7 separate regions of the Mus musculus genome follow, and all the other regions are linked to region 3. Evidence: chromatin contacts called from public HiCAR-type and promoter capture Hi-C data. All regions are on one chromosome and are shown on one strand. Each heading gives the region's core, a stretch centred on a gene start, on an enhancer-like site or on the middle of the called end of the contact. The rest is flanking DNA. Distances are from core to core; before and after follow the strand shown.

Evidence for each region. Promoter capture Hi-C pulls out the DNA fragments that hold promoters and counts their contacts. HiCAR-type assays count read pairs that join an accessible place to other places.
Region 1: a promoter capture Hi-C map of pre-B cells shows a contact between it and region 3, with 5 times the contacts expected there. The contact joins the promoter of Matn3 here to the promoter of Rdh14 in region 3. A contact is called at or near these places in 3 of 39 promoter capture datasets (liver, pre-B cells and stem cell-derived epiblast-like cells) and 3 of 115 datasets of contacts at active chromatin or transcription factors (acute myeloid leukemia, extraembryonic endoderm stem cells and stem cell-derived neural progenitor cells).
Region 2: a promoter capture Hi-C map of the C10 cell line shows a contact between it and region 3, with 25 times the contacts expected there. The contact joins the enhancer-like site here to the promoter of Rdh14 in region 3. A contact is called at or near these places in 18 of 39 promoter capture datasets (3T3-L1-derived adipocytes, the C10 cell line, the HPC-7 cell line and 11 more), 1 of 15 datasets of contacts at CTCF or cohesin (pro-B cells), 2 of 484 Hi-C or Micro-C datasets (bone marrow-derived macrophages and centroblasts), 9 of 115 datasets of contacts at active chromatin or transcription factors (the NIH/3T3 cell line, embryonic forebrain, embryonic midbrain and 5 more) and 1 of 9 other capture datasets (embryonic stem cells).
Region 4: a HiCAR-type map of astrocytes shows a contact between it and region 3, with 7 times the contacts expected there. The contact joins the promoter of Wdr35 here to the promoter of Rdh14 in region 3. A contact is called at or near these places in 4 of 39 promoter capture datasets (cranial neural crest, hippocampal neurons, liver and 1 more), 1 of 484 Hi-C or Micro-C datasets (CD4 T cells), 4 of 115 datasets of contacts at active chromatin or transcription factors (astrocytes, extraembryonic endoderm stem cells, pancreatic cancer cells and 1 more) and 2 of 9 other capture datasets (adipose tissue and liver).
Region 5: a promoter capture Hi-C map of frontonasal cranial neural crest shows a contact between it and region 3. The contact joins the enhancer-like site here to the promoter of Rdh14 in region 3. A contact is called at or near these places in 8 of 39 promoter capture datasets (the C10 cell line, the SN4741 cell line, cranial neural crest and 4 more) and 4 of 115 datasets of contacts at active chromatin or transcription factors (astrocytes, cardiomyocytes, large pre-B cells and 1 more).
Region 6: a contact with region 3 is called in a promoter capture Hi-C map of the C10 cell line, with 11 times the contacts expected there. The contact joins the enhancer-like site here to the promoter of Rdh14 in region 3. A contact is called at or near these places in 11 of 39 promoter capture datasets (the 3T3-L1 cell line, the C10 cell line, cranial neural crest and 6 more), 1 of 15 datasets of contacts at CTCF or cohesin (pro-B cells) and 6 of 115 datasets of contacts at active chromatin or transcription factors (the NIH/3T3 cell line, astrocytes, cardiomyocytes and 3 more).
Region 7: a promoter capture Hi-C map of second pharyngeal arch cranial neural crest shows a contact between it and region 3. The contact joins the enhancer-like site here to the promoter of Rdh14 in region 3. A contact is called at or near these places in 11 of 39 promoter capture datasets (the 3T3-L1 cell line, the C10 cell line, cranial neural crest and 6 more), 2 of 484 Hi-C or Micro-C datasets (muscle stem cells and pre-B cells), 10 of 115 datasets of contacts at active chromatin or transcription factors (the NIH/3T3 cell line, VIP interneurons, astrocytes and 5 more) and 1 of 9 other capture datasets (adipose tissue).

What each region holds. Positions count from the first base shown.
Region 1 is chr12:8,946,640-8,949,431 of GRCm38.p6, reverse strand. It overlaps Matn3 (matrilin 3), which reads right to left and starts at 1,503. Exons shown (of 8, transcript NM_010770.4): 1 at 1,181-1,503. The coding sequence starts at 1,388.
Region 2 is chr12:9,049,218-9,052,343 of GRCm38.p6, reverse strand. No RefSeq gene overlaps it. Among named protein-coding and RNA genes, the nearest start is that of Ttc32, 21 kb to the right of the region's middle. Within about 2 kb of position 1,348, at least 8 of the 459 cell types and tissues checked have an H3K27ac peak or open chromatin away from gene starts, as enhancers often do.
Region 3 is chr12:10,389,508-10,392,313 of GRCm38.p6, reverse strand. It overlaps Rdh14 (retinol dehydrogenase 14 (all-trans and 9-cis)), which reads right to left and starts at 1,534. Exons shown (of 2, transcript NM_023697.2): 1 at 1,088-1,534. The coding sequence starts at 1,474. Nt5c1b (5'-nucleotidase, cytosolic IB) reads right to left here. Exons shown (of 9, transcript NM_027588.3): 9 at 2,140-2,510. The coding sequence ends at 2,181.
Region 4 is chr12:8,972,576-8,975,386 of GRCm38.p6, reverse strand. It overlaps Wdr35 (WD repeat domain 35), which reads right to left and starts at 1,386. Exons shown (of 27, transcript NM_001159527.1): 1 at 1,208-1,386; 2 at 336-453. The coding sequence starts at 1,231.
Region 5 is chr12:9,228,409-9,231,420 of GRCm38.p6, reverse strand. No RefSeq gene overlaps it. Among named protein-coding and RNA genes, the nearest start is that of Gm46323, 140 kb to the left of the region's middle. Within about 2 kb of position 1,305, at least 24 of the 459 cell types and tissues checked have an H3K27ac peak or open chromatin away from gene starts, as enhancers often do.
Region 6 is chr12:9,177,547-9,180,669 of GRCm38.p6, reverse strand. No RefSeq gene overlaps it. Among named protein-coding and RNA genes, the nearest start is that of Ttc32, 150 kb to the right of the region's middle. Within about 2 kb of position 1,784, at least 11 of the 459 cell types and tissues checked have an H3K27ac peak or open chromatin away from gene starts, as enhancers often do.
Region 7 is chr12:9,125,660-9,128,837 of GRCm38.p6, reverse strand. No RefSeq gene overlaps it. Among named protein-coding and RNA genes, the nearest start is that of Ttc32, 97 kb to the right of the region's middle. Within about 2 kb of position 1,762, at least 16 of the 459 cell types and tissues checked have an H3K27ac peak or open chromatin away from gene starts, as enhancers often do. A contact at or near this core is called in adipose tissue and second pharyngeal arch cranial neural crest, where this site is marked.

The sequences.
Region 1 (2,792 bases), core at 254-2,753, 1.4 Mb after region 3:
GCCCATCTAGGTGCCAATGCTCTTGTCATTTTCAATCTGGGATTTCAAATCAGTTTTGATGGAGTTTCCTGAGCTGGTCCTCCACATATCCAGCAAATCACAGGAGGAGACAGACCATGCAAAACAGCCAAACACCACGGCTGGCCAGATGAGCCTGAACGCCTAAAACATGGTTTGCTATAGCCTCTTTCAAGTGAAGACCAGACAGACTAGAGCTGGATCTTTGGGTAAGAAAGAGGCAATCTTCTGTAAGTGGTGCAGAAACTTTGGCAAGCTGTACAGTGGACGGAGCCCCTGCTTGACTTTTGGGGTTTTGATTTTCACTCAGGGGATCTGATGTTGATTTTGGTTTTGGCTTTTTTTTTTTTCACTATGTTAATCCTTGAGGTCCCTGTATGTCTTGTGAGGGGTCATGACAGGTGTTTATCAGCTTCTCTGGGCTCTGTAGATTTGTTCTGCTCAGAGCAATGTTAGTGGCTGGGGGTAGGGGGGAGTGGAGTTGTTCGTCAAAGACCAGACCTGTCTGGTTCTTTGGGGACTGACAGAGTATAGTTTGGAGTGTGGGGCCCAGTCGGTATGAGCAGAATCCCAGGGCTGGGGCAGAACAGAGTAGGGTTCTAGAACAAGATCCTCCCTGGACACCTAAATGGCAGCTTGGTTTGCCATCCTACTCTCACTTCCTACACCTCCGCTAAGTCGTGCCTTTTTCCATATTCTGAGTCTCCTCTAAATCCTTTCTTCTTAGGAAAAAAGGCACACAGTGAATGCAAAATAGACGAAGATTTCCAGGTAACAGCAAACAGAGTGTCAGGAAAAGTTTGCTCTCCCTAGCCAAAAGACCAAGGCCAGATAGAGCTGGGAGCCCCCATTCCCTGGCTGGCGCTCCTACAGGTGCACGTTGCCCCCTTCCCAAATCACAAGGAAATTCAGGATACCAGATGCTATATGCGCATGACCTTACATTCTAGCCCTACCCGCTCCCCTGCGTTGTCAGACCCTCAGTTTCTGAGCAGGACTGCAGGGGGAAAGGATGCAGCACCCTGCCTGCCTGAGGCTGGGATAAAGGCACGTAGATGTAGCATGCTACGTTCCTGGGTCCCGGCCCCTCTTCCCTCCTCCCAGCTATGGCTGTGGCACCCTCTCTGGAGAATAAGTTTACCACCCACCCACCCCACTGTACCTGCGCCGCGGCCCCCGGAATATGGCGCGCGGGTGGAAGTAGCCAGAGCAGAGAGATGCCCAGGGCTGCCTCCGGGGACTCGTGTCCCCAGCCGGCGGACGCTCGCGCGGGCCAAACGTCCAGGAGCAGCCAGGGAAGGCAGGAGCAACAGCGGCCAGAGCAGCAGCAGAAGCCCCGGGAGGTGGCGTAAGGGGGCTGAGAGCAACATGATGGGCTTGACGACCTGCCGGGGTCTGTGAGCCGCGAGGTAACTGGGGTACACAGGGTCAGAGGTCTCAGCCATAGGGCCTCACATTGGCAACCAATTTAAAGGTCCCGCTTCTGAGGCTCCGCCCCGCCCCGCCCACTAGAAGGCCTTGCCACGAGAGCCCGGGAACCGCCAAAGGCCAACAAGAAGCCCTGTCTGTGCATTCCAGTGGCAGGAGCGGAATGTCTGGGACTAGGCGGCCAGCGGCACAGTGGTCACTGCCCGCCTAGTCCGGTGGGCTCGGCTGGGTGCCTCCTGGCCGATTGCCTCCTTGTAAAACCAGGCTAGGATTGGGGGACTCCTGCTCTATCCCGGCCAGATCTGTGCCCCCAGATTCTGTTTGACAAACTTCAAGTTCTGTACCCACTGCAGAACAAGAGCCTCACACAACGCACCTTTCACCGGCCAAGAAAACTTGCTGTGATTTTTTTTTTTTTTTAAGGATAGGCCTCACAAATTCTAGCATCGTGAATGGGATGCTTTTAGCCCCGTTTTAAATATTCATAAACATTTAAACTTATACTACCAGGAATAGTAAATCAAACATATACTTCCCCAAAGAGCCTCCGGTTTGCTGGAAGAACACCCACTTCCTCTCCGGAAGAATAACCAGCACAGGGCTGGAAACTGCTCGGGAGACCTTCAACTCACTGTGTGAGAGAAGATGCACAGATAGTATACTGTTAGGGGAACGTGATGGGTTATAAAAGTGGCCTGTGTGCGTAGGAAGGGCTTCTAACAGGGGAGGAGAGCTGAGCTGGATTTTCAACCACTGCAATGAGCATGAATGAGTCTCAACAGAGCCGATCCAGTCTTTTCTGCCACGACTGTTGCCTTTCTACCATCCAGCGCGTGGTAACCTGACAGTCATGTCTCCTACAAATTATACAACAGCTAAGAGGTAGAGGTAACCTGGTGTCCTCTGGGTGAGTGGATACACAGAAGATAGTATCTGCATGTCTTAGGGTTACTATGGCTGCGATGAAACACCATGACCAAAGTAGTGTTGAGAGGAAAGGGTTTATTTGGCTTGCATTTCCACATTGCTGTTCAGCATTAAAGAAAGTCAGGACAGAAACTCAAGGCAGGAACCTGAAGACACGCGCTGATGCAGAAACCACAGAGGAGTGCTGCTTGTTGGCTTGCTTAGGCTGCTCTCTTATAGAACCCAGGACCACCAGTTCAGGAGTTGCTCCACTCACAATGGGTTGGTCCCTCTCACATCGCTCACTAATTAAGAAAGTGTCCTACAAGCTTGCCTACAGCTCGATCTTACAGAGGCGTTTTCTCAGTCAATATTCTCTCCTCCGATGACTCCAGCTTATGCCAAGTTGACAAAACTAACCATCACACTGCATGTATGAA
Region 2 (3,126 bases), core at 99-2,598, 1.3 Mb after region 3:
ACTAGAGAACACACACCTGTCCTAGGCCCTGTCCTGCACATGTGTCTCTTAGACCGGGCTAAGAGGCCCACTCATGGTGTGATGATGACACCTAGTGGCCATATGGCAAATGGCATGCCTAGAGCAACAGGCAGGTCTATGAAACAGCAGGCCACCTTTAGCCATGTGTCCATGGCTATGCTAGATGTTAAGTACCACATCTTCTGGACTCTCCAGACCCTAGAGACCAGCAAGGTCCCCTCCCTTTATAGATATCCAATCACATGCACAGCTATTTTAAGAAAACACCTTGCAGGACTAGAGAGAGAGATGACCCAGACTCCATTCCCAGCACCCACATGGTGGCTCGCAACAGTCTGAAACTCCAGTTCTGAGGAGGTCCGATGTCCTCTTCTGGTCTTTGTGGACACTGCTAACATGTGGCACACAGCATACAGGAAAACAAATCACCCATACACAGAAGTCACTTCAAACATACGCAGCTTGTGTAAGTGAGTGCCTGGCAAGCCCGACAGGAGGCTTTCTTCCTCTTGCCATCACATACTCCACACCTCCAGGCTCCTCCAGGAGGGAAGGGACAAGAATGTGGTGCCCAGCAGAGCCTTAGCCTGGGGCTTGAACTCAAAACCCTAAAACAAGCCCTAACCCAGCCTGGACTCGTGTTCCCTAGCCCTGAATTACAGGAGGGAGAAAATGGTGTTGTGTGGCCTTTCCCAGGGAGGCATAACACGGGTCTATTTAGGGAACCAAAATCAGGCCAAAGAACTAATTCCCAATATTGACTTGGTGACTCAGGTGACTCAGTGAGTTTATTGGATTTACTTACAGGAGAATGGGTGGGCATTGCATCCAGGTGCATGGTGACTCAAAGACCACAGTATCACCGAAAAGTCCACCCGACTATGAGTGACAGACCCAGAAAAGCAGCATTCCTGAAACCTCCTGCCCAACTTGAAGGCAGTTCCAGCGAAGAGAGTCTCCTGCCAGCAACTGCTCTGGTTTCTAGAGTGGGTAGGAATTGGAGGAGGAGTGCTTGTGACTTTTGTAACTTTCTGAGCTATTGAGTCTGGTCGGTTTCCTTGGCTTCCTGGACATTCCTTGAAGCTCCTGTCGACCATAACCCTCACCCCAGGCAGCTACCAAGAAAACACTGGAACCACCCAGAGAAGATAGGGAGGCTCATGCCTGTTCTCTCCCCCCTGAGCCGGAAACCCAGGTACAGGGAACTGGGAGGTATACGAGCCAGGAGCACTCAGCCAGAGGGAGAGTTTCCAGAAAGTGCAAAGCTGTGCTTGTTAGGGAGAGTCATCTGCAATGGCTGGGTGTCGGGCTAGTGCTAATCCTGAGGCCTGGGAAACGGCTTCCTGGGCGGTGCTTCCTGTCTGGGAGGGAGGGGGGTCTGACCCTTCCAAGGCCAGCCTCACTGCGAGGCTGGAAACCTCCTCCTTCAGCCATCAGCACTTTGATGAGCCCAGAGGGGTTTTTCTGCAGTAACTGCAGATAAGGTGAAATTGAAGCCTAGAGAGTTTAGGGGGAAACTGCCCAAACCACAGAGCTCAAAAGTGACGGGAGCCAGTGACAGTAAGTTTAATGTGATTTTATTTGATCCGATGTATCCAAAATATTATCATTTCAACACATAATCAATATAAAAATGTTAGCAATGGTTAGCATTCTTCTTTTGTGAACAGAGTATTCACAATCTGGTATTTATTTAACACTTGCAGTGTATTGCCATTTGAACATGACGCTTTCATCAGAAATACTTGATTGAGATCGCACAAGCTCCGCAGTTGCCAACGCACAAACTTTAAATGTGAATTTGTTGCCCCAAACACACTTTCACAACTTCTAATGACTGAATCACAAGTGTGCGTGTGATACCTATCTGCATACATGTCCACGTACATACGCATGTGTTCACGAAGCACATGTGTGAAGCATGAAGCTTGTATGTGTGTGTGTGTGTGAGTGCTCTGCACCTTACCTTTTAATACACTTGCTCACTGACGCTGGAACTCATCCTTATGGATGGGCTGGCTGACCAGGGAGCTTAGGAAACCTGCCTGTCACCACAGCAACCCCCAGTGCTGGGATTATAGCTACACACCACCCAGCTTTTACCTGGATGCTGGATTTTAGGTGCCCAGCAAACCGTCTGCATGATAAGCATTTCCCAGACTGAGCATCTCCCAGCCCTGACATTTTTATATTTGAAATTGATGTGAGTGAAATCAGTAATTCAGTTCCTTGATAGCACTAGCAATTGTCGCTCGACAGTCCCAGGGGCAACAACCGCGGGCACTTACAGCTTGTACCCACCCCACAGTGTGTCACCAATGGTGTCCACCCTACATAACCCACACACAAGTGTGGATACTGCCCTAGAGCTCAGTGCCAGCAGCTGATATCTAGATGGGGCACAGACTAATGCCCCACAGAACATATGCCCAGCGCTGCCCCCTGGGCCTGGCTGACGTGACTGCCCTGCCCCATCCTCCTTATCTGTGCATCCACTCTGTGCTACGGGTTCTCCTTGCTGCCCTTGCATGTTCTCTGCTGGCCCTGGCCTGACTCTGGGCCTGGTTGGAGGTGTCTAAGAGACCTCACTCTCCCAGGTCATAAAGAGTAATATAAAAGGAGTCCACAGATGTGCAACCCAGAAAGTCCAAGTGGGGTTCTTACAGAGGTAGCAGGAATCGGGCCCTGCCTTTTATAATGAACCCCCTAATGAACATGGGTTGTAGAGCTGTTGCCCCAGTGGGTCTCAGGGATGAAGCTATTCCCCAGTGCTCTACAGAATGAAGCCTGCCCCTAGCCTATGGGCAACAACAAAAGACTTTTGTGATATTCATGGCCCCATGTCTCCAGGAAAATTTTTTCCAACCCAGCAAGTCTAGAACTGACCTGGGGAAGAGGAGAGGGAGACAGGGACTTGAGAGTCTCCAGTGTAGCCTACTCTCCAGGAGCTGCTCTTCCTCTATCTGCCACACCCACCTCAGTAAGGAAGATATTTAAGGTGACACACCTCACAACCACTATCTGCTAGGTGGCACCCTCCTGTTTTCTTGGGCCCTGAAATACAGAGTCAAAGCCAGTAGCCAGCCTGTCTTAAGGGAATCTTGG
Region 3 (2,806 bases), core at 285-2,784:
AAAAAAAAAAGAAGTCTATGTTGAACAAGAATGAAGGTGGCTGTGTCCATCTAACTTGGAGGTTGGAAAAGTTAGTATAGTGTCCAACATGCCACAGTCCCACTAATAAGAATTGTCAGAGTTAAATATCTAAATGTTAACAAATGAACTTACAGATATTTCTTTTGGTCTAAGTACATCACGGAAAAGAAAAACAGGCCATTTAGAATGTCTGCCTTAGATTCAAGAGATTTCAGAAGAGACAAGCACCCTCCTGTGTCTGCCTTTAGATCTACCTGTGGCAAGTCACTTTGGCCACAGCCTTTCTACTTCGGTAGAATATTTACTGTACACCCAAGGAAATCACACACCTCAGCCTTCAAGTACTAGGAATGCACAACAGGAGATTAAAGCAAGGACTCTGAAGACAGACACGTCACTTAGCCTTCCTATGCCTCAGTTCCCTATCATGAAGTAGAGATATTATTGCTTGCTTTACAAGATCTGATAATAGCCAAAGATATTAAAAATGTCCTTAGCACATCCCCTGGCATGTATAAAACCTTCCATAAAGCTAAGCATTAAATTATTTTTATTCCTGTCCCTTTTCAGACACTTAATGGGATTCCAAGTTTAGGGATGATGCAGGGTGTCAGCAAGTGACACCCCCTCCTACTTCAGCAGGACAAAACAAAACAAAAAAAGAAAAAACAAACAAACAAACAAAACCAGGTAACGAGGGGAAAAAAACAGAAAGAAAAGTTTTAAGAAGGGTCTAATGAAAGTTTTTGGCTAGCTTTTCTCCTGTGGTGCTCACAGGCCTTGTGACACTGTAAGATTTGGCACACATTTCACTTCTGACAGGGGGAAAACAACTCAAAGATCAGCTGGTGACTGTCCTAGCCTAACAAAACCAAATGTCCAGACACTGGCTTATTTATGCACTTCTCCTTAGGACCTCCCAGGAATTCCTTCTCAGACCTGCCCCTCCTCCTAGCCGGGTCCAAGGCAGGCAGGAGCCTTTCCGGTTTGGTCATGGCCACCCTCAAGGTCACACCAGGTTTCAGAGGGCCCTCCCCGAGGGTGGCGAGCTCCATTCGACCCACACCTGTAGCAGTTCTTGGCAGAAAGCTCGCACTGAGCGCAGCGAGGCAAGGTCCAGCTCCTTAACGACCAGCTGGCCATCGGTGCCGTCGGGCCCGGCGCCCCCAGCCTGACAGAGCTCCTGCCTGAGCTGACCGGCCGCCTCCTCTGCTCGAGCGCGGTCCCGACATCCCATGATGACCCGCGCCCCCAGGCGGAGCAGCTCCGCCGCGGTGGCACGGCCCAGGCCGCTGTTTGCTCCGGTGATCAGCACTGTCTTCCCGTGCATGAGGCCCGGGTCCCCGCCTCCCTGCTGCCGCTGGTTTCTTGGCCCAGAGAACCGCCGGGCCGCCAGCCACAGCGCCCCGCCCAGTGCGGCCAGGAGCGCTGCGGCCACACTAGCCACTGCCATAACCTTCCGGGCCCGGTGCACTGGGCCTAGCGCACAGGTTCCGGAGTGCTATGGGGCCACCTACACGCGAAGGACTCTGGGGCGCCGCCTGCTGTCCTGGGCTACTGCGCGCGGGGCTTTCTGGGACTTGTAGTTTTGCTCCTAAGGCTGACTTGACTTAGCGTTCAGGAAGTACACATGAAAGCCCCAGCGGATTTATTTAGAAGTGGACAGTGTTAGAATTGGTTATATGCCTATAGACAAAATGACATTTCTTGGTAAAATTCTTGCCACACAAGGATAACAAAAGACACAGCCCCAGTTATCAGCAGTATTATTGATCAGACTCATTCCACCCTGAATATACCTTTTCTAGGTGATGCTGCATATAGAGATTCATTCATTTGACTAACACTAAAAGTGAGCAATGCTTTTTGAAAATTAATTAAGCTTCTTGTGAAACAACTTAAGTGTCAAAGTTCTAAACTTGTCTAAAGAGCCACCCATTACAACTTATAGATAGATGCAATGATATCCAACATCCTTAGCTTTAAAAAAGTAGAATGCTTGACTGTAGCTTGAAAGTTCAAAATTTTTTCCAAAAAGCAAAGAAAAACACCAAAGGAGCTAAGTTTTGTGGTCAAATTCTCAGAAATAACTAGTCACTCTAGCCATGCAAAACACATGCCGTTTGTAATACCAGACTGTTTATTTTTCCTCCCCATCCCTAGTTGCGTTTTTGAGCAATGCCATAAGGCACATGGGCCGTGATGGTACCAAATTTCTGTGCTGATTCAATGTGGAACATTTGGTCGTCGAAGAAGATGTGGGGCCGAATCTTCACTAAGATGGGACCTTTAGGGGCTCCAGCCAGGAAAAGAGCTTCATCTATCTCTAGACCCCATCGGCGAAGGGTCTTCAGCACACGGGCACCTGAACTCGCTGCACTACGAGCTGTAACCAGGTAGGTCCTGATGGGGCAAAGCAATCGTTCGTCTTTGGCATAGAATTTTTTCTGCAGTTTCCCTAAATCTTCCAGAAAGCTTTTAAGAGGACCCTGGAAAAGAGAACGTAAGTCTCAGCTGTGCAAGGGTGAGCAAAAGAGAAGTGATTACTGAAAACCAAACCAAACCAAACCAACCAGCCAACCAACCAACCAACCAACCAACCAACCAACCAACCAACCAACCAGGGTCTTATAAGACTTTAAAATCCACAGGTTGCTGACTGGCATGCAGTGATTCTGGGCTGACAGTACGATGCCAAACTCTCTACATTTATGTGAAGATATTTCCTGATACACAACCATCCCTTGCATGCCTGGAATAAATCTAGGATAACCACATCATTTTT
Region 4 (2,811 bases), core at 137-2,636, 1.4 Mb after region 3:
AAACAGTGACAGGAGGGGCTTGAGAGATGGGTCTGTGGTTAAGAACACGTGTTGTTCTTGAAGAGAACCAGTGGTCAGTTCTCGGCACCTACAAACCATCTGTAACTAGTTACAAAGGAAAAGATCCCATGCCCTCTTCTGGCCCCCACAGGCACTACATGCATGTGACACCATAAAATACGTTCAGGCAAAACACCCATACCATAAGAATAAACCCCTTTAAAAAAATTAAAACTTCATAATGACAAATACCATAAGTAGGTCTCACTAGCCACTAGCCACTAGCCACTGCTTTCTACCAGTTTCACACATCTGTACTGGTGATGATCACTTACCTGTCTGTGTCTCGAGTCTTAAAACTTTCAGTAATCCATCCTCACCGCCACATGCTATGAACCCTTGGTCCTTGTTCCAGGATATACATTTCAGCTTCACATTATTGGGAACAGCAATCTGTAAACACGAATCACAGTGATGCTAGCTTTTCACGAAGGAGTTGGAGGATCTCCATCCAGGAGATATAGACAGGCAAACATCTTCCAAGAAGAAACCTGCCCGAACTTGTCGTAGCCCATGTTACCAATCCCAGCACTGAGGCAGAAGGGTGGAAAGTTGGAAGCTGGCCTGGGCTACACAGCAATATCCTGTCTCAAAAAAGAGCATGAAAAAGGGAGAGAGAAACAATAACGCCCTGCAGCAAAATGAACTATTATGAAAATGGCTGTGGTCTTCTTAAATGTTCTGAGCCCTAGCATTCTGTAAAGAAGTGCACATAAAGGAAGGTGATTGCCAAGGAAGCGGGCGGGAACGGGGTGGGGGTGTCTGAACTGAGGCGGGAACTGAGACATAAATTCGTATCGCTGCTGCTCTTACTTCCTTTCCCACACCACACTTATATTTCTCTCTTAGGGCAGACTGTCATAATCTACCTTCTGGATCAACAAGTAGCAGAGGAAAGACCACCAGCGCTTGGTGATCACTTTTTATCACTGAAAAGAAACTTGGCATGACTGGAATGTGGAAGAATCCTGAGAAAGAGCTGCTGGCTCTGCCAAGGACTACCGGAGCACAGAGACCTGTGAGAGGAGATAGGTGACAGGAAGATGGAGAAGCTGCCTGGCAGCCGCCTGCAGTCCCGGGAGAATGCGGGCACCGGCGGGCTACAGGAATGGAGGCGGCGCGACGGCGGTCCCCAGGAGAAACTCACTTTCTTGCTCAGGTAGAAGAACATCGTGGGAACTCGGAGAAGACGACCCACAGCGGTCAAGGCACGCTAATATATAACGGGTTCTACACCTCCATTTGCGAGCACTGGTGGATCGGAGAAGCTCCCGTCGCCTGGCAACCACCGCCGCCCAGTCGCATCCGGGGCGCTTAGAGAACTTCCGGCGTGGCCTCCCGCCCCGTGTTGGTCGTCGTGCGCCTGCGCGGGCGATGGGGCGGCTGTGTAATTGGTGTGGGGTGAAGTTGATCAGTTCTTCAATGCCTTGGCTTCGAGCCTTTCTGCTCTCAGTTTAGCGATCTGCCATGCGTATCTCTCCCAGCGCCGTCCCTTCATCCCCGCCGCTGTGTTACAACATCACGCTAATAGTCGTGCGTCAGGAGTCAGTATAAGCTAAAGGGAGCCCCTTCCAAAAAAGGTCTCAGGAGTTCTGTGTTTTCTCTCTAACCGCTCCACCCGACCCCGACCAATATTCTTGAAAAGAACGTCAGTTGTTGCATTTGGTAGGCTGGCACCATCGGACAAATAAAAAATGGCAGTGCAGATGTGCATTTTGAGGACTGCCTTCTTTGAGAGAACTACAGAGCCCTCTGAAGCAATTTAGGAGTGGGCACTATTATTTTGCGTTGGATTAGGGTTCTTATGGCTGCGACAAAACACCATGACCAAAAAGCAAGGTGAGGAGCTTGAAAGGGTTTAGTTGGCTTACACGTCCATACTGCTGTTCATAATCTAAGAAAGTCAGCAGGAACTCAAACAGGGCAGTAGAAACCTGGAGGCAGGAACAGATGCAAAGGCCATAGAGAGTTTTCTTATAGAACCCAGAACCACCAGCCCAGGGATGGCCCTCCCCAATCAATAACTAGTTTTTTAAAATGCCGTACAGCATTTCAGATAACTCTAGTTTGTGCATCAAGCTGACATAGGACTAGCCAACACAGAATCCTTAAAACACCTTAAAAATTATGTCAAGGGTCCTTGTAATGGGAGTAATATGACCTTTGGGTCATTAAAGCTACAACTACATTGTGGCGTACCCTCCCGTTTCAAAATATGTGAGGTGTTAGAGCTTTTCTATCCAGAGAGTGATTTTTCTATATTTCTCTTAACTTTTTGTACATCTTCCCTCGTGTGTGCATGTATGTGGAAGCACATGTGCAGACCAGAGACCTACATCATGTACCTTCTTCAATAACTTGCCATCTCATTTTCTGAGGCAGGATATCTCCGTAACCTTGGAACTTACAGTGTGGGCGAGACTGCCCCGCCAATGACCTCCAGCATCGCTTGATCCCCTCTCAACACGGGGGTTACAGGTGCAGCACAGCTAACCAGGCTTCTAGGAGTGCTGGGGATCCAAACACTTGTCCTCATGTTTGCAGCAAGCACTTCACCCACTGAGCCATTTTCCCATGTCCCCATTGTCCTTTGGGGTATCCTGATGTTAACAAAGTTCCCAAATCTAGACATTCAGGTGGATCCAGTCCTGTGGAGGTATTTGGTCTCACCCATTTTTGTGTTATTTTTGGTTTTCCTTTTTAACATAATCTGCAACTATCAATATTGGCTCATATATCCTAGTGTGCACT
Region 5 (3,012 bases), core at 56-2,555, 1.2 Mb after region 3:
TAAGTTCAGACTCCACCTGTAGGCTCACCCATAGAGAACTGACCTTTGTTAATTCCCCTGAGATACCCCATGTGACGTCATGGACTTCCATTTTTCATTGACCTTTAACTGACCATGTGTTGTGTTCCAAATCTCCACCTGGATACTGGGTGCTCAGAGATGCCGTGCTCTGGGAAATGTCTATTTGTGTTAGTAATACCAGGTATTGTAGATGGGTATTGTTGACATTTTTGAGTATTTATTATGTACCAAGAACTATAACAAAAATGTAACACATACTGTTTTATTGAATTCTCACTCTGAAAGTATAAAATCCCTTTTATTGTTATAACCAACTTATAGATGAGGATTATGAGGCAGAGACTGGGAAGGAAACTTACCTAGGATCCATCGGGGTTCTGGATAGTGATGTCAATACAAATTAAAAATAGGGAAGAATTATGGGGGTACTCACTATGAAAGGTAACGGGGGCCATAGGAACAGACGTCAGACTGTAACATGAGTCTATAATCAGAAAGAGAAGAGGCAAAATGAACTGAGATATCTCAGAAGAGCCCCATACCTCAGTGCATATCTGAGGCAAATGCAGCTGCATAAGAGAGAGCTTCCGTGCAAAGAATGCATGTGAGGGGTCCTGAACAGGGAAAAATGTCCAGCCCTCATCCACGCCCATTACTCCTCCCCCCTGTGCTGTTCCCCAGTGTGCTGAGGCATTGGCTAAGAGAAACATACGCTGAGAAAAAAACTTGGTCAATTGCTGCAGAGGACCCCACAGTTCCTGACACTGGAACACCCCCCCCCCCCCAGCTACAGGCTGGCCCTGAAGCTCCTCCAGAGAGTCTCTCTCCAGCAGAGACCCGATCTACCCACAGCTCTGGAGAGTCTCTCTCCACAGAGACCCGATCTACCCACAGCTCTGGAGAGTCTCTCTCCAGCAGAGACCCGATCTACCCACAGCTCTGGAGAGTCTCTCTCCACCAGAGACCCGATCTACCCACAGCTCTGGAGAGTCTCTCTCACCAGAGACCCGATCTACCCACAGCTCTGGAGAGTCTCTCTCCACCAGAGACCCGATCTACCCACAGCTCTGGAGAGTCTCTCTCCACCAGAGACCCGATCTACCCACAGCTCTGGAGGTGGCTCCAAGAACACATGGCTCACACTGGATCTTTCTTTGGCTCCAGAACCTTTAGTGTGGTGGATTGAGCTAAAAGGACATATTCACAGATGATCAGGTCTCCACACGCTCTCTTTGCAAGCAGCAAACATGCATGGAATGCAGCCTCACGAGGGAAGGAGAAATTCTTTCCTGCCTATGCAAAGTTCCAACTGGATGACAGATTTGAGACTGACAAAAACAGAAATTAGATTAACCCAAGACAGTCCTTTCCTTCAGAGAGACCACATTCTAAAAGGAACCAGCAACCAGACAATTATCAGAGTAAGTACAGCGTATGAGAGGGAAGGCAGTCCTAAGCAATGGGGCAAGGTGACTTTTCTTTTTCCAGGAAACTGTCCATCTTGCAGATGGATCAAAAGGACTTTTCAATCAAATATGTAGCTTCACTTGTTTCTAGAATTATTTTTAGTATTTTTATTTTATTTTTGAGATTATTAATACAATATAACATTTCTTACTTTCTTTTCCTCCAAACTCTCCCAGATACCCCTCCCTGTTCTCCTTCAAATTCAGGGCCTCTTTTTTTCTTTTTCTTTTCTAATTGTTAGTGCATGTGCTTTTACTTTCTTATACTATTCAGGGCATCTTTCCTGGGTAATGACACCACTCACAATGGGCTAGGCCTTCCTGTCTTAATTAACATCAAGACAGTCCTTTACAGACATGCCCACTGCCCAAAATGATCTAGATAATTCTTCACCAAGTCTCTCTTCCCAAGAGACTCTAAGTTGTGGCAAGTTGACAATTAAAACCTAAGCAGCACATTACAAAACAAAGACATGAACTAAAGATACTACTATTACACCTATTCAAAACAGAACCTGTCATGTAACATGCAATCATATCTCATCAACCTGTAAAAATGTCCATTCTCTTCCCCAGATCCTGAGGGGTTACTCCATTTTTGTCATAGCTTGACATCAAGATATTTTCTTCTAATCTGGTCCATATGCCAAGGGAGACCTCACATATATGGTTCGATGAAGCTCTGATATAAAGACCTGAGAATACAAGGTACTACCGACCACTACACACTCAGTTTCTCATGGTGAAATGGGTACCAGATGATGGTTATACACAGACCTGTCTGAAAAAAAAAGGGTGGGGGGACAAGATATGCATTGCAGCAACAGAATTATAGCAACTTCTTAGCTGCTTCTTTTCAACAAGTGCAATAGTTCTGGAAATGTTAAAAAATATAGTTGCATTCTTCTTGTAAAATTTCACATTTTCATTCTAACCCAAAGCCGGTGACTCTCAGCCTTGAAAAGAGATAAATAGAATAAAAGATGAATTCCCAGAGAGGGGGCAGGAGGTGGAATGTTGCATATGCTCTTGATCAGATGACCACAGAGCTCTATCTGCAGGAGTGTCACCAACGTGCTCTGCCTGGTCCACCTACTAGACATGGAGATGAGGCTGGTGTTGGCAAATGGCCGACAGAGCACCAGTGTTATGTCTTCTCTGCATAGGCTGGGACACAGAAGTCTCTTTGTACTCAGGCTTTGTGTCAAGTGAGAGGCACATGGGTCCAAGGCTGTCAGCAACCATTTCCTCAGCCCTAGGACAGAGTAGTCCACAGAACAAAGCCAGAAACAAGTAGGGAACCAAGCCAAGGGCTTGAGTGAACAGAGGCCTGATGATGTCATTTTAGCAAGGCCTCTTCCCTAGCTCTTGAATCTAATAATCAGCCTCCTTCTTTGCTTAAGATACTGTGTACTTATCACTTGCATCTAAAAGTATTTTCCCACAGTTCCATTTTTCTCCGAGTGCTTGGTTTTCAGCTGAGCTCTGGCTTCCCATGAGACCTCGCCAGACTTCAAAAAGAAGA
Region 6 (3,123 bases), core at 535-3,034, 1.2 Mb after region 3:
GTGAAGCCAACCTGAGGAATCAGGAAAATGAAGAGCCTCCTTTCTGCCAAGATGTTTAACCCTTTGTGACTCCCATGTTTCCCCTCCTGATACCCCAGGATAAGCACATTGGGTTGGCTCTTACAGTTTCTCAAAGCACTTCCACACCCAGAAGTTCCTTATATCCCTGCCTTGTCCCCATATGGATTTAATGATAAGGAAGCCAAGCAGCTCTGGCTTCATCTGGAAATGGCTCCAACTGTCCCAGATTTAGATAGAGAAACAAAAGAGTCAGAGGGGAGGGACGCTATCTGCCATGCCTACTGGAGCTGTCCAGGTTCTGTACAAGTACAATTCCAGTTTCTTCCCCTTCTCCACCAATGCTGAGATTCCCAAAGACTCAGTGAGGTTCCCTGTGTTGGCCTCACATAGTCAGCAAGTCTTCTGAATAGCCACTGTGCACCAGGTTACCAAAACTATATATTTGGGAAAACATGGACAAGTCATAAGAAGAATTTATGTAGATGAATACTTATATTTTTAAAAAGTAAATGGACCAACTAATAGTCTCCATTAATGAGAGTTCCCATCTCTCCTCCCAAAGCTCACATTTTTAAGTGCTTCTGAAGGTTCTCATATGCCATGCACATACCTATGTATACCTCAACCCTTTCCCTCTCCAACTGAATACATCTACCTTTGCTCTGTCAATACAACTGGGAGTGAGGCAGCAAAAGGCCGAGGGAGCCAAGGTTGTGTTATCACACATGAAATCCTCATAGTGGCAAGACCTGTGGGTTCCTTCTTTCACATGGCACCTCTCAACCTCACCTCCCCACTCTCTGTCTGCCTGCTGAAGTGCCCCATCCCCATCTCATCTTTTGCCTATATCATACAAGCTTGCGCTCTTCAATAAATCTTCTATGAATTCTAGAAGAGGGTTGACTTGTCCATCTTAATATCTGTAATGATAAGAAGTTAAGAGAAGATGCCCCACTGCTCCACAAATGTCAGATAGTTGGATGCATGCATGCATACCAAAAATGTATACAAGTCTAAGCTGGAAATTTTCCTATTCAAGTGGCCCATGAATATAAAGCCTCCCTTAAAAGTCATCATAGGTGACAGTGTGACAGTGACAGATGTGAATAGAGGAAACTCTTCACAGTTCTCCTATGGAAGATCCCAAATCCACCCGTCCTACCAGCACAACCTACTAGATGCCAAGGCAGTTAAAAAGTGAGCATCCTTGTTAATGAAGGCATCTCTCTGATTTTCCACACACCATCCGCAAGGACATCCAAAGTCAAGAGCACAGACCATTCCATCCAAAGACCATCACATGCGTCAGGGAGCTGAGGTTTGAAAACTTGGGTTTCCTGCTTCTCAGCCAGGGCTTCCTTGTCATATCAGGCAGCTGAGCCTAGAAGAGGTTTCTAGTGTAAAAATCACCCATGGCCAGGGCCTGGGACTCGCAAGCATGAGGATATTATGAAGGCCACCATTACCAAGCATAAGCTTCCTGCTGAGGCCACTGAGTAGAGGAAATAATAACGGAGATTGAAAGGCTCTCTGTATTTGACCCTCTGCGACCCCGTCATTTTTTCAGTAGAACCCGATAGGGATCAGCCACATCTGCTCTCAATAGCAAATGTAAAAAATGACCTGCAGATTTAAGGTCTGAAAAACATAAACTTGTGTTAAAAGACTGACAAAAAAAATCCCTGCTCTCGATAGGATGATGTCATTCAGCTACAGACCCGTTGCAATAACAATCGTCCGTCAGATTCCATGCCCAGGACCTGAGCTCTTCCCTCCTGGGACTCCCAGCAGCCTTTGTCCCACTGTGTGTCAGCTATGCAGTGGTCACATGGAAGTTCAGGGAGCCCCCCAGCCTGCATAATTAAGGTTGGGCTGCTAAACTTGCCTGTACCCTGAGCAGCAGAGAAGATCAACTTACTTCACTCTTCCTTTCAAACATTCAGAGAGCTGAAGGGGGGGGCATATTCTAAGTAAGCTCAGAACAAACTCAGGGAACTGGGGAATAGACCACAGCTGGCCAGGGGTCAAGAGGACTTTAAAAGTTAGGAAGCTCCTTGTTAGCCACGTGGATGAGACCCTCCAGGCCACTTACTCTGCTGTGTGCAGAAGCCAGAGGTCTTCAGGCTGACCCGAGGGTCCATCTGCCTAGAGGAAGTAATGGTTGCCTCCCTCCTCTATATATAACCCTGCCTCCCCATCCCCATCCCTACCCCCACTCCCGTCCCACCCCCACCCCCATCCCCATCTCCACCCCTACCCCCATCCCCATCCCCACCCCTAACCCCATCCCATCCATCACTCTCTCAACTGGACTGTGCTGGGGTATTCCCAACTCAGATGGAACTCTGAAAGGGAAGCTTATAGTGCCCCAGACAGCATGAATCAACCACTGTGATCTCCATTATGCAAAGTCCCATGCCTATTATCCACAAGCATGAGAGCTCCCACCAAAGACATTGTCCTGCCCCAGGCACTGTCTATAGAGTTCAGAACAACTCAGGTAAGGACTCGGTTTCTGGGAGCATACAAGCCAAGAGGAAATGTCTCCATGAACATTGCATTACTCTAACAAAGGGCCTAATATAATCAACTTTAAAAGATGAAAGGTTCACTGTCCTGTAGGCTTTGATCCATGCCCAGTTGGTCTTGTTGCTTGGGACCTGTGGCAAGGCAGTGTGTCATGGTGATAGTATAGGTGGCAAAATCATACACTTCTAAGCAGAGATGTGTAAGAGAGAACTGGGTCAGTGTCCCAATATTCACTTCAAGGGGAATACCTCTCGTGATATAAAATCTTTCACGAGACCTTACCTTTTAAATTTCTGGAGACTAATCCTTTCTGAGTAGGCTTTGGGGACACATTTTAGATCCAAATAATTATAGTTGGCAATATTCTTTGGCATCACAGAGATGCGAGAGGGCTGAGGAAGTGAATTTTGCCTTTTGTAGACTTCTGCCAACTGTGATGCTACTACATAGGGTCACAGCACAGCTCAGGGCTCAGACATAACCCACGAGGGAAAAGGCCTGTGCTGGCGTTTGATTTCTTCAAGATAGAGGAATCCATTAAGCATCTACTGTGTGCCATATACCACTGCTTAC
Region 7 (3,178 bases), core at 513-3,012, 1.3 Mb after region 3:
TTACCAAGACCTTCACAGTACCTGAAGATCCTTAAGGGTCTCAAGCCTACACCAGAGCTCCCAGAGCCACACAGGGATTGACAATGGCCTCCCTGCCCAGGGGTGCTGCATTGAATGACATCTGACCATCAAAGAGCCTGGGGCCACAGCAACCCCAAACGTGAGGCTGATTAAAGAGGGTTATGCGAATTGCCGAATTAAGCCGTCCAAAATTGGATAAAGTGATTGTGAAATCTGTTTTGAGTCAACCTATCCATGTCTCATGGCAGGAAAAATGTCTCGGTAAGAGTTCATGGAGGGAAAACTCCAACAGCTCATTGCTGGCTGACCTTCCTGGGCTCCTAATATTCAGTTCCCCAAAAGGCATCTAAGCCATGTAATTTCCAATATGGGAACAATTTGAGTCGCAATTAGGCAAATCTCAGAAGGTTCTGCCACTGATTTGTTCGTTCTCTCAATATTATTCTATAGGACACACTAAATGCCGCACAGGGGTCACACGGAGGACAACCGGGAGCTGTGCCTGGTAGGTTACCAGACTGGGTAAAGCATTGCTGAGCTTGTGAGACCATTTGGCCTCCCGCTGGGTACATGCCCTCTCCCCAAGGACATCTACTGATGGCTCTGCTGGGGACCAAGGCTGTTGGCCACTCGGACCTCTGGTAGTGATATAGGAACTCCTGTGGCCCTTGACAGGGGATTGGAAATGGTCAGGGCAGATAGCAGCTAGAAAGAGCCTGGAGAGTGGAGGTGGAAGCAAAGCTAACCATAACTGTCATCTCCTTGTTCCAGGCCCTCATTAATCCTCAGGGACTCGGGGAGGAAATGCCATAGCTCAGAGTCAGGTGTGGCGGCACACGCCTATAATCAAGAAGCATCATTCAAGAAACATCACTGCAAAGCCAGTTTGGCTCTACAGAGCAACTTCTAGGCCAGTAAGGACTATATAACAAGAGTCCATACATATAAAAATGCCAGCAGAGAAAGAGAGAGGGAGGGGGAAAAGGTGGAAGGGAGGAAGGAGGAAGGGAGGTAGGAAAGTAGAGGAAAGGAGAGAAGGAAGGAGAGAGAGAAAGAGAGAGAGAGAGGAAGAAGTAAGCACACTGGACCTGAGGGCTCTGTCGAGACTAAGTCCACTATAAAACAAAAATAACATAATTTAATACCATGTCCCAAAGTGCTCCAGGAAACAAACAAACAAAAAGATTTATTCCTCCTGCTTCAAGAGTACAACATAGAAAAGTGGGCCTTGTGGCAGGAATAAGAGCTCATCCAGCAGAGAACAGGAAAGTGGCATTCTAGAACATTCTCCTCTCTTGGTAGAGATGAGCTGGCACTCCCTGAGCCGTGAGTGCCGTCCAAGGACAAAGCTGTCTTCATCGTTTTCAATAAGCAAAACCATACTGGTCTTCAGTTTTAAATTAATGTCTTCTCCCTCATCCTTGCTCTCCCAGGAGGAGGAACCATCTTTCCAACCCCCTGGGGCACATCTGGTTTTCCATGGTCTCCTGTTGTGATCTGCACTTTATCCCCTGGGTGGCTGGTTTGCTCCATCAAGCAAGAATGTCTGGATTCTCTGCATTCTGTGCACAAACTGCAGGGGCTGCCTAGTCCCTTTCCTGACAGCCCAGAGCCAGTGCTCCAGGGAACCCAGAAGCGCATGCATGGGGGGGGGGGGGGGGGGGCAGGACTTGCACAACAGGCAGACACCTCCCCCCCCCCCCAAGCCTGGTGAGACCCAGCTTCAAAGCTGGATGAGCGAGTGACCAAAGGTCACAGCTGAGTGATGCCGGAAAAGCAGGGAGATCGCCCAGGTAAGGTGAAGAGCCCAGAGTGGACGCAAGGAATAGAGGTTGTACTCATCACAAACACAACATGATGTGATTGATGTTAAGGCCACAAGTGAAGTATGATTAGGGTTCACACAAGATCTAAAAGTTGGACACTCTGAGGAAGAACCTTAAATGTACTAGAAGTTGCCAAGACTGAATTACAAGTTCTGGCTGGTCTGTATAGGAAGATCTGCAGTGAAAACCTCCTCTCAGCCACCAGTGGGGAAGTGCCCTGGCCCCTGAGATGCTCTGTGATCTGTGAACAAAGTGTGCTTTCCTCACACAGAACAACTCCTCCTCCTCCTCCTCCTCCTCCTCCTCCTCCTCCTCCTCCTCCTCCTCCTCTGTTATGGCTTCTCTTATGTCTGCAGTGTGGACAGGCCCTAGCAGGAACTGCAAACTCCTGACAAGATCGCCCAAGAATAGAAACCATGCTAGGATCTCAGCGAAGGGGTGGAGGCCCGCCCTGCTCTTGACTTCTTACTTAACAACTGTTGTTTCTTAGGTCAGTTGTTTCTCTCTCTCCTCCTTCTTTCCTCCCCTCCCTTCCCTTCCTTCAAGCTCTTTTCCTTCCCTTTCTCCCTTGGGTCCCTCCCTTCCTTCTTCCTTTTCTTCCTTTCTTTCTAGCACACAGCCAAACATGACCCCTCCTTGACATACCTAACATTCACGAGATACTGAGTATCTGATACACTAGATTTTTCTGGGTAATTGGAGACATGAGGAAACAGTTGATTCCCCATGAACTGAAGGCCTGAGCTTCAGGCTATGCAGTACTGTGCAGACCTCAGAGCATCTTCAGAGGCCTCTTCTCTGGCTTCCCTGCACCCCTTCCTTCTTTCTCTCCCTCCTCCTTCTCCCCATCCTCCCTCTCCTCTTTCTTCTCCACTTTACATTCTTTTATCTCCTTAAGCTTCTCCACAACAGAATCAGGTCCTGTAACATTTATTGACACCAGTGAGACCAAGACTATTTATCACTATGCCCAAGAAAGGACAAAGCATGAACCCGCATTTGCCCATGTTCCTCTACCCAGACCCTTCTGCCACCCAGCCTCAGTCAGCTCATCTAACAAATGGGGCCAAAATGTCTTAAAAGCTACAGATGTGAAGGACTGCTCCAATTTGAAATAGGGGCTTATTTCTATTATGTTTAGTGATTTTCTTCTGTCTGAATGAACAGTCTGAAGCGTCTTCAGGATATTCCCAGCTTGTAAAACCACTCTGCCAAAATACTTGTGGCTTTGCTTAGGGGCACTGCTTCCCTGAGGCAGATAGTTGTCTGCTGTTTGCTGAGCCTCAGCCAGCACCCAGCCCCATCTCATCCAGACAGAGCTGAGGACCATA